Linked DNA regions of Rattus norvegicus: region 2 is linked to region 1. Evidence: chromatin contacts called from public HiChIP or PLAC-seq data. All regions are on one chromosome and are shown on one strand. The core of a region is the stretch at or near the end of the contact, and the rest is flanking DNA. Distances in the headings are between cores, read along the strand shown.

Evidence for each region. HiChIP or PLAC-seq counts read pairs in DNA pulled down with a chosen protein or histone mark.
Region 2: a contact with region 1 is called in an H3K27ac HiChIP or PLAC-seq map of oligodendrocytes, with 8 times the contacts expected there. The contact joins two enhancer-like sites. A contact is called at or near these places in 1 of 12 Hi-C or Micro-C datasets (frontal cortex) and 1 of 1 datasets of contacts at active chromatin or transcription factors (oligodendrocytes).

Annotation. Positions count from the first base shown.
Region 1 is chr9:52,286,722-52,292,607 of GRCr8, forward strand. No RefSeq gene overlaps it. Among named protein-coding and RNA genes, the nearest start is that of Pantr1, 150 kb to the right of the region's middle. Within about 2 kb of position 2,315, at least 36 of the 93 cell types and tissues checked have an H3K27ac peak or open chromatin away from gene starts, as enhancers often do.
Region 2 is chr9:52,424,427-52,430,312 of GRCr8, forward strand. All of the region lies in intron 1 of Pantr1 (POU3F3 adjacent non-coding transcript 1), which reads right to left. Among named protein-coding and RNA genes, the nearest start is that of Pantr1, 8.4 kb to the right of the region's middle. Within about 2 kb of position 2,910, at least 32 of the 93 cell types and tissues checked have an H3K27ac peak or open chromatin away from gene starts, as enhancers often do.

The DNA of each region.
Region 1 (5,886 bases), core at 1,065-3,564:
AAAGTCTATTCGTGTGTGTGTGTGTGTGTGTGTGTGTGTGTGCGTGCGCGCATTCATGCACGAGTGTGTGTTTATAAAAAAGTGTGTTGGTGCACAAGATTAAATCAGCAGTCTTCTACTGTGTTGGGAGAATAGGAGACACTCTGAAAGATAACCTGGTTAATCTGTAAGACTTGTGACAGTCACAGCCGGTGGGATGGCAATGATACCAAAAGGGAACGTTCAGAATGCACCTTCCGTGGTTCAGAATTGCGCGCAAGCTGTTTTTGTACAACATTTGCAAATCCACCGGCTAAAGAATGCTGAGAAGGAAAGAGAGGGAAAACGGGCAAGCAGAGCTAAACATAAAACACCAGCAATACATATTTGCTTATTCAAAGGGCAATTAATTACTGGTAAGCTCTGTGATCCAGGCCCCTTCCTAAGCACTGCGGTTCCAAGAGAATAATCACCCAAAACGTTTTTAGTAAATATGAGTCTCTACAGAACCGATATAAATCACCTCTTCTCTTTACCACTGGGCTGCATGCTTAGAAAGTTGTATAAATTTAAAGACATGCTTCCTTCCTAACGCACGATACTTGGAGCTACATGGCGGCCAGTTTAGGGCCTTGCACAGGTGGAGTATCGAGGATCTTCCAGGTATCCGGTTTGATTTATGATTCTCTTGGGAATTAACAGACGATGGCTCTAGACAGAAATTCTCCTGTAGGTTGCATGGTGTTGGATGGATAATAGAACCTGGGGTGTGTCATTATCAGAGTCGATATTGATTCTATCAGCAGCATTGAGCTACAATTCTCCCTCATAACTATTTATGCAACTCTCTGTGATTTGTGTTCAGCAGTGGTCATTTTCCCCCCTGTGGCTGCTGCAGTTTCTCTTGCTGTGGGGCACCATGAAGCTATGTCCCAAAGATTTGGGATTGAGTTTGAGAATAACGGAGAGGAGATCAAAGATGTTTTTGAATTAGAACTAATTGTTTAGGATGAAAAGGAAGTGTAGGTCTTTAATTTTATTAGTTGCATAGGTGTTTAAGAGATAAGCAGTGTAAGTGGGAAAAATGCAGATAAAATCAGAGGCAATTTCGAGGGGAAGCAGAGAGGAAATTAGCAAGAGCCTGATGCTTTTTTATTTTTCTTTTTTCTGTGGGGGGGCGGGGGTAGGGGAAGCATAGAACCTTAGTCTGTTATAACCTGAAGGACTGCAACTGGCCAAACATTAATATTTAAGATTATTTTTTAAATTATGTCTTTTGGGGGAGGGGAGTACAGGAATGAGAGTGCAGGTGCTTGAGAGACCAGAGAACCCTGAGAAGTTGGTGTTACAGGTGTAAGCCTTTTAACCTGGGTGCTGGGACGTAAACTGAAATTCTCTACAAAAGAGGAATGCGTTCTCAACCACTGAACCATCTTCTGGTCCCCACGGATTAACATGATTAGAAAACACATCCTCACTTAGATTTATCCAGCCATGGAGTAGGACCAAAAAGAAAGAAAAAAGAAAAGATAAAAAAGCACGGAACAGAAGAACTATCACGGTCCCCACGCAACACCTAGCTCTTCACAATACAAAAGCTATCAAGGCTGGTGCCCAAGTTCTTCAGAACTAGGGAACTGGAAAGGAATAATTTGACTAGATCCACACGGGGGTAATTGGAAGCCCCGAACTTTACCATTGGGGTTTGCTCATACTTCGTCTCCAGAGTCACAGGTTCCTAAAGACAGGTGTGACTTTCTGCGTCGAATGCGCTAGCAACAGGATCCTGCCATACCTACCGCCGTGGCCTTGCCCTTGCTGATGGAAACTGAACACCAAGCAGCAGGCGTTTCTTCTGCTCCTGTTGACTTGTTAGAGTCTACCTTGGCTCAGCTTGTCTAGGCCTGGGGTCTGTACTCAGCATCTGCTCTTTGTCCATGACTTCCTGGAGAGGCTTTCTGGGAAAATGTCATCGGGCGGTGTTGATTTCCTGTCTCCTCAGCACTGGATCTGGGAGGTGGATTCCCTTCACACTGGCTTTTTTTTTTTTTTTTTAAATCTGGAGAATGCACAGGAGCCTCTTGCCTTGTAATACACAGTCTGTCTCATTCATAAAATCTTGTCCTGGAAAAAGCCTCATTCATTCCCACAGAAGAGCTGCAGTTGGGAGGGCAAGGGCATTCAGAACCTTGGGAGATAGGAGACAATAGCCGAGTGCTTGGCAGCAGCTCCTGGGCGGCGTTAGCAACATGTACGGACGCCAGGGAGAGGATCAAACGCTGTAGTTATTTACTCGTCTCTGAGGAGCAAAAGAGTCTCTTTGCCTCTAATATACATGCCAAATCCTCGGGAGCCGAGCGAGGAAATGATGAGCTGTGCGGAGGATTGGCACGAAGTCCTGTGCTCCGAGATAGTGAGGCATTTTGCTTGAAAGCATCCGTTGTTTCAAGAGAAAACGAGAATTGTGGGATTTTGTTGTCAATCAAGGGTCAGCAGCTTCCTCTCCCACTGGACGTTCACACACAAGGTCCCCCATCCCCTCCTCCCCAATCCTGCCAGAGAGCCAGGCTGTCCTGTTCCTTGGCCACCAGAGGCCAAGGCCTCCCTTGCGGAATCTCAAAACACAGTTGGTAACTTCAGTCTTCCCAACGCTTCCCACGTTAGTAATCACCAAATACGAAACATGACAAAAATTCAGATAAATAGGGCATCGGTCCGGTGTAACTCCGTTTGCGAAGAGCCCTCTAGAATCCAGAGCACAATAGGTCTGTGTTTATTTTTCCACCAGTCGCATAATGTGACTGATTTACAAGAGTTTAACTGGAGTGGTAATCTGACAGTGATGAAGGAGCCCCTCACCGGCGCGGTCGCTCACACTATCATATTAGTTGCCTCCTCTAGCAAGGCAGTGTGGTCGATAATTGGAACACTTTTATGTCTAGTGGTTCTGACAAACCTCTTCTTCAGGTCACATATGGGCGGTCTAGCTCTCTGCTCAGCCCAACAGTGGCACATACTTTAGACTGAGAAAGTATTGTTCTCCTCACATTATGGAGCAACGGCAGTTCAAGGGAAGTGAGGCTGCGTGCCGGCTACCTGCTGGTGTGTAGTAAAATAAAATGGACATGATACCGAGCCGGGAGTACAATTAAATCTATTTTGCACCAATGTGTTGCCGGACAGATGAGTTTCCACATGACAGAACTTTATGATCTTTAAGGTAGACTGAACTAATAGATTGGTGTGGAGCGCACTGAAGTTACCAAGGACGGGAAAGCAGGCAGTGGTACATTTGAACTACAGGTTTCTCATATGCCCCGCGTCATGCTGAGTTTTTATAGCTCCTGGCTTTCAAAAAGCCTGTTTCAAAGAGGTTTGCGCTAGACTGGGCATGCAGTTTTGCTCTGCAGATATTGTCGCTGCCGATTTAGTGGAATGCAATTAGGAAGCCTAAATTAAGTGGTAATGGAGAACCAGCTCTTGAAACTGGGGTTTCCACGGCAACCGCTGCTTACAATACAGCCTTCAGTTAGTTTTCCCACTTTATCTGCAAAATGCACAATTGAGCTTTAAAACAGCTCGGTGCTGAAAAACGCACTGTAAACAACTGTTTGCAATGAGAGTTTTACACTGTCTTTAAATACAACAAACCATCACATAAAATTTACTTGCCCGCACTAATAATGTGAAATCCGGGTTGCGGGTTGGTGAGGGATTTTTAAGAAAAAAAGGGAGAGAGAGAGAGAGAGAGAGAGAGAGAGAGAGAGAGAGAGAGAGAGAGAGAAATGTGTTATTCCTCTGCCACCATCAGATTTATTTTTAAGGAGAGATGTCACAAGTCATTAGGTCGCTCAACTTTGGTCATCCCTGCACTGTTTTCAGCTCCCCTGACAATCTGTGTATCCCAACAGTCCTACATTAAGATACATTTTCCCTTTCAGCACACACACCATTGTCTTAAATAATTGTATAATGCTCTTTGTCAGTATTCCTTTTTCTCTAGTAACACTTCTGGGATGCCTTTTATATTTTCCCCTTTATAACAACATACTGCACACCTGCAAATTTTCCATATTTACTAATCTGGACATGCCCTTTCTTCAGATGAACCAACATCTCATCTCTCTATACATTTAAAGGTTAACCAACCAGGAAGTTCTTGTGCCATTCTAACAGACAAGACAGTTGAAATATAGCAGGAAAGTAGGTGTGTTTTCCAGCACACAGTTTTCTGAAGCAACTATGGGGGGTTTGCACCTTTGTAAAATTCATTTTCTTCTATGGTAGGGAATCCGTATTTTATTATATGGAACTGGCGTTTTTGTTTCTGCGTGTCAGGATGATACGCATACACTCATCCACGACCCATCCTGTGCATACTTTTCTTTGCACAGGAGGAGGAAAAAAAAAATCAAATTGAGTTCTGCAGAGAGGAAAGGAGGATAGAATCAAATTTGGGGTCTCCTAGCTATAACACTCTGTTTAATTGCCAGTCTTAACAGGGTGATCACTGGAACATGTCCGGACAGAGCCAAGCAGCTGGTGGGAACTCATGAATCCTCCACAGCACAGAAGGTAATGTTCCCCAGCAGTTTGTGTGCTCTCAAGGTTGGCGTATTATACGTGTGTTATTTTCGCTATGAGAACATGCAGAGAGAAAGGCATGGGGAGGGGAGGAGGGAGGGAGGGAGAAAGGGAAAGAGAGAGAAAGAGAGAGACAGAGAGACAGACAGAAAGAGACAGAGAGAGGGGGAGACAGAGAGAGAGAAGGGGGTGGAGAGAGAGGGAGAGAGAGAGAGAGAGAGAGAGAGAGAGAGAGAGAGAAGAGAGGGAGAGAAGAAAGGGAGAGGAGACCTGTTATTTGTATGGTCTGGGTGGAAGGCTACATTCTGGCATCAAGGGTCATATGTGTGCATTCTTCATGTTGGTGAATCATGTTCTCTGTAGCCTTGGCACTTGCCGGGGAGGGAGTATGTTCTCCACAGGAAGTAGATCTCTTCACTTGAGGGGTCTGGCTGCTGGAACCCAGACTTGTTTCAGGGCCTTCCATTTTGACTTCAGTTGATTTAAATGGCACAGAGCCTTTGTTAAATACCCCCCCCATTTTTCTATTATTTGCTGATTCTCACAAGTGGTTTCTATTATCTTCACACTCTGAGAATATAAGTGCTGAAGAAAACTGTAAAGAACTACATTACAAACTGGTTATTTTTAGGACTCCTGATATTCAAAAAAAAAAAAAAAGATCATTGTCACAATCTTTATTGCTGCTGTAGGCTCAACCAAGGCTTTATTGTAACTCTTTATAAAAATATGGCCACTAATGTAACCTCTTCAAGACTTTAAACTTGGGGGAAATCCCATGCATCATTTTGTTTATTAAACATTTAAGCCAACCCTGTCCCAGCTATCGATGATTAACAAATGCCTCTTCTGTTTCCAATGCTTTTAGATAAAAGGTCAATTTCCAAAAAAAGAAACATGAAGTGCTCACATTTGTAAAGATGTCCTCTTTCAACGTTTCTGGCTGTTCCCCCAAAGTATATAAGATCACACATATCCTTCTCGTCTGGCCACAATGTGTAAATTGATGTGTCTGCATTCAATTCTTTTTGACAAATCTTTGGGGCAAAGATAAAGTTCCAGGGTAAGGAAATCCGTCGCATATTCCAATAGCACATTCTTTGAAAGCTACACTTTCATACTAAGCATATGTTTTGTGATTTACCCTCCCCAGGGAGCCAGTTTGAATTCAGGCACTTGAGGGTAGGGGGCTGCCGTTAGAAAAAGGTTGCAGAATCGGGGGCATGTAGTGTCTTTTTCACTGAACTCCTTTAACTGTGCAAAAAAAAAATTAAAGAACAAACATGTGCTCACTGTGCCAGGAACAACTGTCAGTGCCCCAAG
Region 2 (5,886 bases), core at 1,660-4,159, 140 kb after region 1:
AAATGTACAGTAGAGGGGAAGTGTAAGCAAGCATCAGGAGGTTTTCTCTCTATGATCTTCAGAAATCTAGTGTTATAAAAAAGCACTTAGGTTCACAGCCCAGAGGAGAAGAAAACCTTTCATGTGTTTATAAATATCCTGTCCGGTCTCCCCTTGAGAAGTGAACAAACTGGACTGGACACAGGAGAGGGGAAAAGTTCCTGGTTAATGATTTAAGAGAGAGGAATTTATTTTGTCCCAACTTTCCTTCAACTAGTCCACCTTTTTCTCGTGGAGAGATAATTGACAGCCCCTATTTTGTATGAAATTATGGAAATCGCAGCCTAGAAGAATAGGAAGTCATTATTTCACAACTGAAAAGAGGTAGGTGTCTTTACTTCCTCCTAAAATTTCCCATTACTGGAAAGGAGCCAGGAAGTTGAAACGGTGCAAGACAGACCACGATTGTAGGCTGAAGCCCTCCTCCCTATTCCTCCAAAAAAACAAAAACAAAAAACCTTTTAGTCACAGTCCTTAAGACCAAAGCAAGAGAAAACCACTACCCTAAACTCCCTGAAACGCAGCTTCTGAGTGCGTGGGCCTTAGGCTAAAGCAAAACCAAGCCGTCTGATGATGCTGCCTGTTAGCTAGTATTGTCCCTTTAGGCTTTACTTTGGCTCACGTGGAGCCGGCTGTCCATAATAGCCCTGGACCATGAGGTACCACAAGGAAGATCTCTGGGGATCTGCAGAGATGACCTAACCAAAAGAGAGAGGGACGCACAGTGGATAGAGAACAAGCCTGGGGCAGACAGAGGACTCTAAGCTCTGCACTATAGGTACCCACACAGGAGGAAAACAACTAGCATTGAGCATCCTGCTGCCCCTCCTGTCCTGCCTTTCCAAGCCCTGCCCTGCCCCGCGCTGTCCTGCGCGCGCGCCTCACTCACACGCACACGCCTTAGCACACGCACACACGCGCTCACGCACACTATTCCCAATGGTGTCTCTGGCCAGACCGTGGGGCGACGTCCCCCTTTAAGGGCGACGGCCCTGCCCTTCCTGGCGCAGCCCCCTCAAGGAAGTAGAGAGGCACTGCGGGCTCTGGAGCCCGTGGGCCGAGGCCCCGAAGAGACGTGACGGGCAGGTGGCTGCAGGGGCGAGCAGTGGCGGGAGGGGACAACAAGGATCTGGGGTGGGGGGTGCATTTTTGGTAGCTCTTTCCTGCAGCCGCTGGGAACTCGCCTTGGGGAGGGCACTAAGTGACTGATCGCACCGCCTGAGTTGGGGCTGTGCGCGCGCGCATGGGGGAACCTGGCTGGCACGCGGGCAGTTGAGGGACCCAACGCAGCTGGGCACAAGCGCGAGCCCTCTCCGAGCCCGCCTGCAGAGGGCGCCCTCACGGTGGCGCCCGCGGGGCTACCCGCCATCCCCAGAGCACTAGAGCTAGCTCCTTCCGAAGGGGTCGGGATATGTTACGGTCACATTAGTCACCATCTAGGACCAGGAGACGTCACAGTTCTCAATCCTTTTTTGTTTGTTTGTTTTCTATGCTCAGTAGCTAAAAGGTGCCTGGGTGCGGGATGCAGGGAGAGATAGCCTGCTGACCAAGTGATTCTGCAGGGTCACATCTCCTCTGCGTATTGGGGGACGAGGGATGTCTTTTCCCTAGGAGAGCCTCGCAAAGCGAGAAAAGTTTTCTACCACTTGTGTGTGTGTGTGGCGGGGGGGGGGGGGGGGGACAGAAAGATGAAGTATGAACCTTGCTTCCTAGGGATGGCCAGAAAGTATTTGAAATCTCGCGGACACGCAAGCTCTTTCGCTTGACACACGCGGGGTGACTGGCACTCTCTTCGGAACCCCGCAAACAGGCTGGGCTTTAGGCTGGAGGAGGAAATGCCCTGTAAACCACGTGCCTTCAACCACGGGGTTTTGCCCACCCTACAGCCTTGATCACTTGAAAAGCGAGAGCCACGTACCCAAAGGAACAAGTTCAGGACCTCACAAGGACATCGATCGAGACTTGATTGGACCCTGGACTTCTGCAAGGACTAGTGAACAGAACCGGAGGAAAGTGTCTGATTAAAACTGAGAGCAGATTTTGCGACACTCCAAACCCTAGTAGCTCTGTCCCCTTCTCACTGCCTAAGTTCAACTGAGCTTGAGAGAGTGACATCCCTCCCTTCTCGGTGCCTTTCCCAAGCCAAGCCAAGGCCAGAGGTGTGCAGAAAAATTTTTAGAGACACCCCATCTTATAAATATGAGAATTTCATCAGGCAGCACAGACTACTCAAAGCGTTCCGTTTTTCTGCGATCCAATTTTATTAGGATTTATTCTCATTTGTGCTCGACTTCTCTGGGGAAATAATGCTTTGATTAATGTAATCCTGGCCCAGGATCCGCCTCACGCCCCTCGACCCTCTCCCAAGAGAAAGGGCCTGTTTGACAAACAATAACAGAGGCGCAACTCTTGCAATCTGCCCACACCTTTGGGGATGTCTGGGAAGAGGGTGACACTCGTTCACACCCAAGTAGCTAAAAGCAGCGTGGAAAGGAGGGAAAGAGAGAGGGCTCTGTGGTAGCCGAACTTTACAGACGCAAAGCCCTAGGTACTTAGGTGGAGGGGGGAAGGGAGGGCTCTTGGGGTAGGGCCCGAGCCTCGGTGTGCGAAAGAGTGCGTAGATTCCAGTACGCGCCTCTCCTCTGCTCGCTCCCAGTATCTACTTCTTTGTCCCTCGCCACAGGCCTCCACTGCAGAGATCTGCACGCTGTGGTTGTGCAGCTCCTTGACCCCAAGGGTATATCCACAGCGCCCACCCGCGGCCCCAAAGCACCTAGAGAACAGGTTTTCCGTGTTAACCAACCACACCAACCTGAGACGCCCTGAAGTCCTCAAAACCCGAATCAGAAGCCCAGACCCTGGGACCCAATTCAACGGTTTTCCTCATCCTCATCCGTCATCCAACCATGCATCCATCCATCCTTGCATGCATACATGCATGCATGCATGCATACCATACAAATCGGTGGACAGAAGCGCGGATAGTTCTTTGCCCAGCTATGGGCTGAAAACGGGCGCCCCCTTTGCAGCTCTCTTGCCTCCTGCTCAACCAAGACCCCCTCCGCGACGGGAGAACAGCTCAATTACGAAGGGAGCAAAGAAACGAAATCCCGGGCTCAAACGCCCTGCCCACCGGAGCTTCTCAGGTCCCCCTTTCTGTAGCGCGTTCCCCACCCCCACGGTCCCCAGCTCAGGGGCGGTCGGGGACGCGCGGCGGTGCTAGGGGTCCTGCCCCGCTCCGCGGGAACAAAGCCCGCCGCGGGAGCTCGTGGCCGCGCTCAGAACGGGTGACAAAGGCAGGCAGGCGGTGCCAAGCTCCAAGGCAGCGCTCCTATGGCCGGGCGAGAAGGAGGCCCCAAAGATGGGTACAATTTGCACCCAGATTTTTCTGGGCGTCTGTGGTTTTTTGGGGGTTTTTTTTTGTTTTTTTCTTGTGTGCCCAAAGACCTGTTGGGTGACTCAGCTCTTATCTATCTGGTCCTGCCACCTCAGCAGCCTTGCTGTTCTCTCATGCCCGCTCAAGTCTCCTCCATCTCAACCAGCTTTTCTCTCCACCTCACTCCTTTTACCTTCTCGCTTTGAGGGTTAGCTTTTTTCCCCTTTTTTTCTTTCCCATGGAAAAGCACTGTTAACCGGATTCTGCAGACAGCTCTATGTTCAAATAACATTCTAAAAGACCTTTCTGGGCAGTCGCTGGCAGAAAGGGGGAGGTAATGGGAGCCTTTTAATTTTATTATGCAAACTGCACTCTAAATAAAATAAAATGCCCTTAGAACGAGTTCGAAGAAAGACAGACTTAGCCCTGAGGCCCAACAGATTCCTGCCGAATTCGGCAAATGTCCCTGTCGGCTCCCACAAATCACATAAATGGTAGAGTCGAGTCGGGGAGGAGAGAAAGACACCACACACACACACACACACACACACACACACACACACACACACACACACACCGTGGAATGGAAACCCCATTCCATATGAAAATGGGAACCCAAGTCTCCTGGGGGGGGGGGAGTTCTAATCGTGCATTCTAACCCTGGATGGGAATTGCTGCCAAGACCCTACCAATAAAATCGTACAATTTTTTAATTTGGGGTACTTTGAATGCTGTGTACTCCAAGCAAAATTTTACTTGATCGGTTTTGTGGGATAAAAATGAGAGAAAAACAGTCCTCCTCGGCATTTGACAGAGTATATGCCGCGACTTCTGGGTGATTTTGTGTGTGTGTGTGTGTGTGTGTGTGCCCTGGTTTAATACTAAATTGTTTGATGTTTATCAACTGTCGCTCTGAGCCAGGGATCCTTTCCTCCTCGGGCTTTACTAACCAGGGTCCTTGCAGAAAATTTAGGCAGAAAGGCAAATATGAAAAAGCAATACTGGACACACAGGAAGCCATTGTGAGCAAGGTCACATCATTCTAACACCTAGACTTCCGTTAAGTAGTTTAGTGGCTGAAATTATATTCTTGCAAACTGTGGGATATCAGAAGCATCAACTCTCTGCGAATACACTTGCCACTGTGCTTTCTAAAGTGGATAGCAACGACTACATTTTCTTGAAAACACCATAAAGTAGGGCTGTCCCAGGCAGGCACTGAGTTGGAGAGGGCCCCAGGGAAGGAGCAGAACAGTGAAAGGAGGGCTCCAGTAGCAGAGGAGAAAAGAAGCCAGGAAGCACTGTTTGGCAGATGTGAAAAGAGCAGCAACCATCAGCACGAAATGCCCGATCTACACCAGGCTCCTCGGACAGTAGCTAAGGTCAAATGTCAAAACAAAACAACAACAAGAAAAAGGCACAAAAGTACAAGAATTGCTCTCTAAGATGCTACACCAGCTTTCTTCTCCATCCCAGCACCGTTTGTTGGTTGGGCCTCAGAGAAGATGCTGTAACACTTAGAGGCGATGCTTGGTGGGGGAAGACCTCAAGCAAAGAGTAACTCCAATCTCTTAGGACCAGGACTGGTGCACGAATATAATTTACCAGACACCTCTGGTAAAGCTCAGTTCATATTACTGGGCTATTGTTTGGTTTGTTTGTTTGTTTGTTTGTTGTTTGTTTTTATGACACACACACATCCACACACACACCAAATTTACCTTGAAATATTTTTCTAGCTAGGACATATCCACGTTTGTTGCAAATGAATCATATTTTCACCATCACCTCTAGTCTATCAGCTGGGCTCTGTGTTACCTAGTGCTAGGAGTTGAAATTTGAAAGAGACCATGATGTCGGGGAGCACAGGAAGGGTGGTGAAGGGCAGCCAAGAATAATCCATTAGTTGCAGCTTCTCCAGCAATTGGAAGAGAGCATTACCAGCCTTGACAGGTCCATGCACACAGCTAGAGTGAGCAAACAGTTGGAAATGGGTTGCTTCAAAAGCACATACAGGATTACCAAGTTACTGTGCTTTCTCAGTTTATTTTCCACAATTAGAAATGCCCTCTAGTTTAAGAAGAAGGGAACTTACTTTAAGGAATCATAGTGTCTTTGAATTCATAATTACTCCTTCAAACTGTTCCCCAAAAAACCTAAGTGCTCACTCCCTTCCTTCAGATCATATAGACCAGCTATTAAAAGGACACAAAGCAGGGGCAATACACACTCCAAAACCATAGCAATACCAAGAAATGGCTCGTTCACTGTCCACTAGGTAAAGCCCCTTTTCTAACCAAAAGCCGGTGCTGCAGAGCCCCCCCCCTCTTTTGTATAAGCCATACAGTACAGACTGTAGGTAGGTTGAACATTTATTTTAATGTGTAAATGCTAAGAGAAACTGCTTTTGTGCTGTGCTTTATTGGACTGCCTTATCATTGCCAAATGGAAGCCAGTGAGGGGGTGCCCGT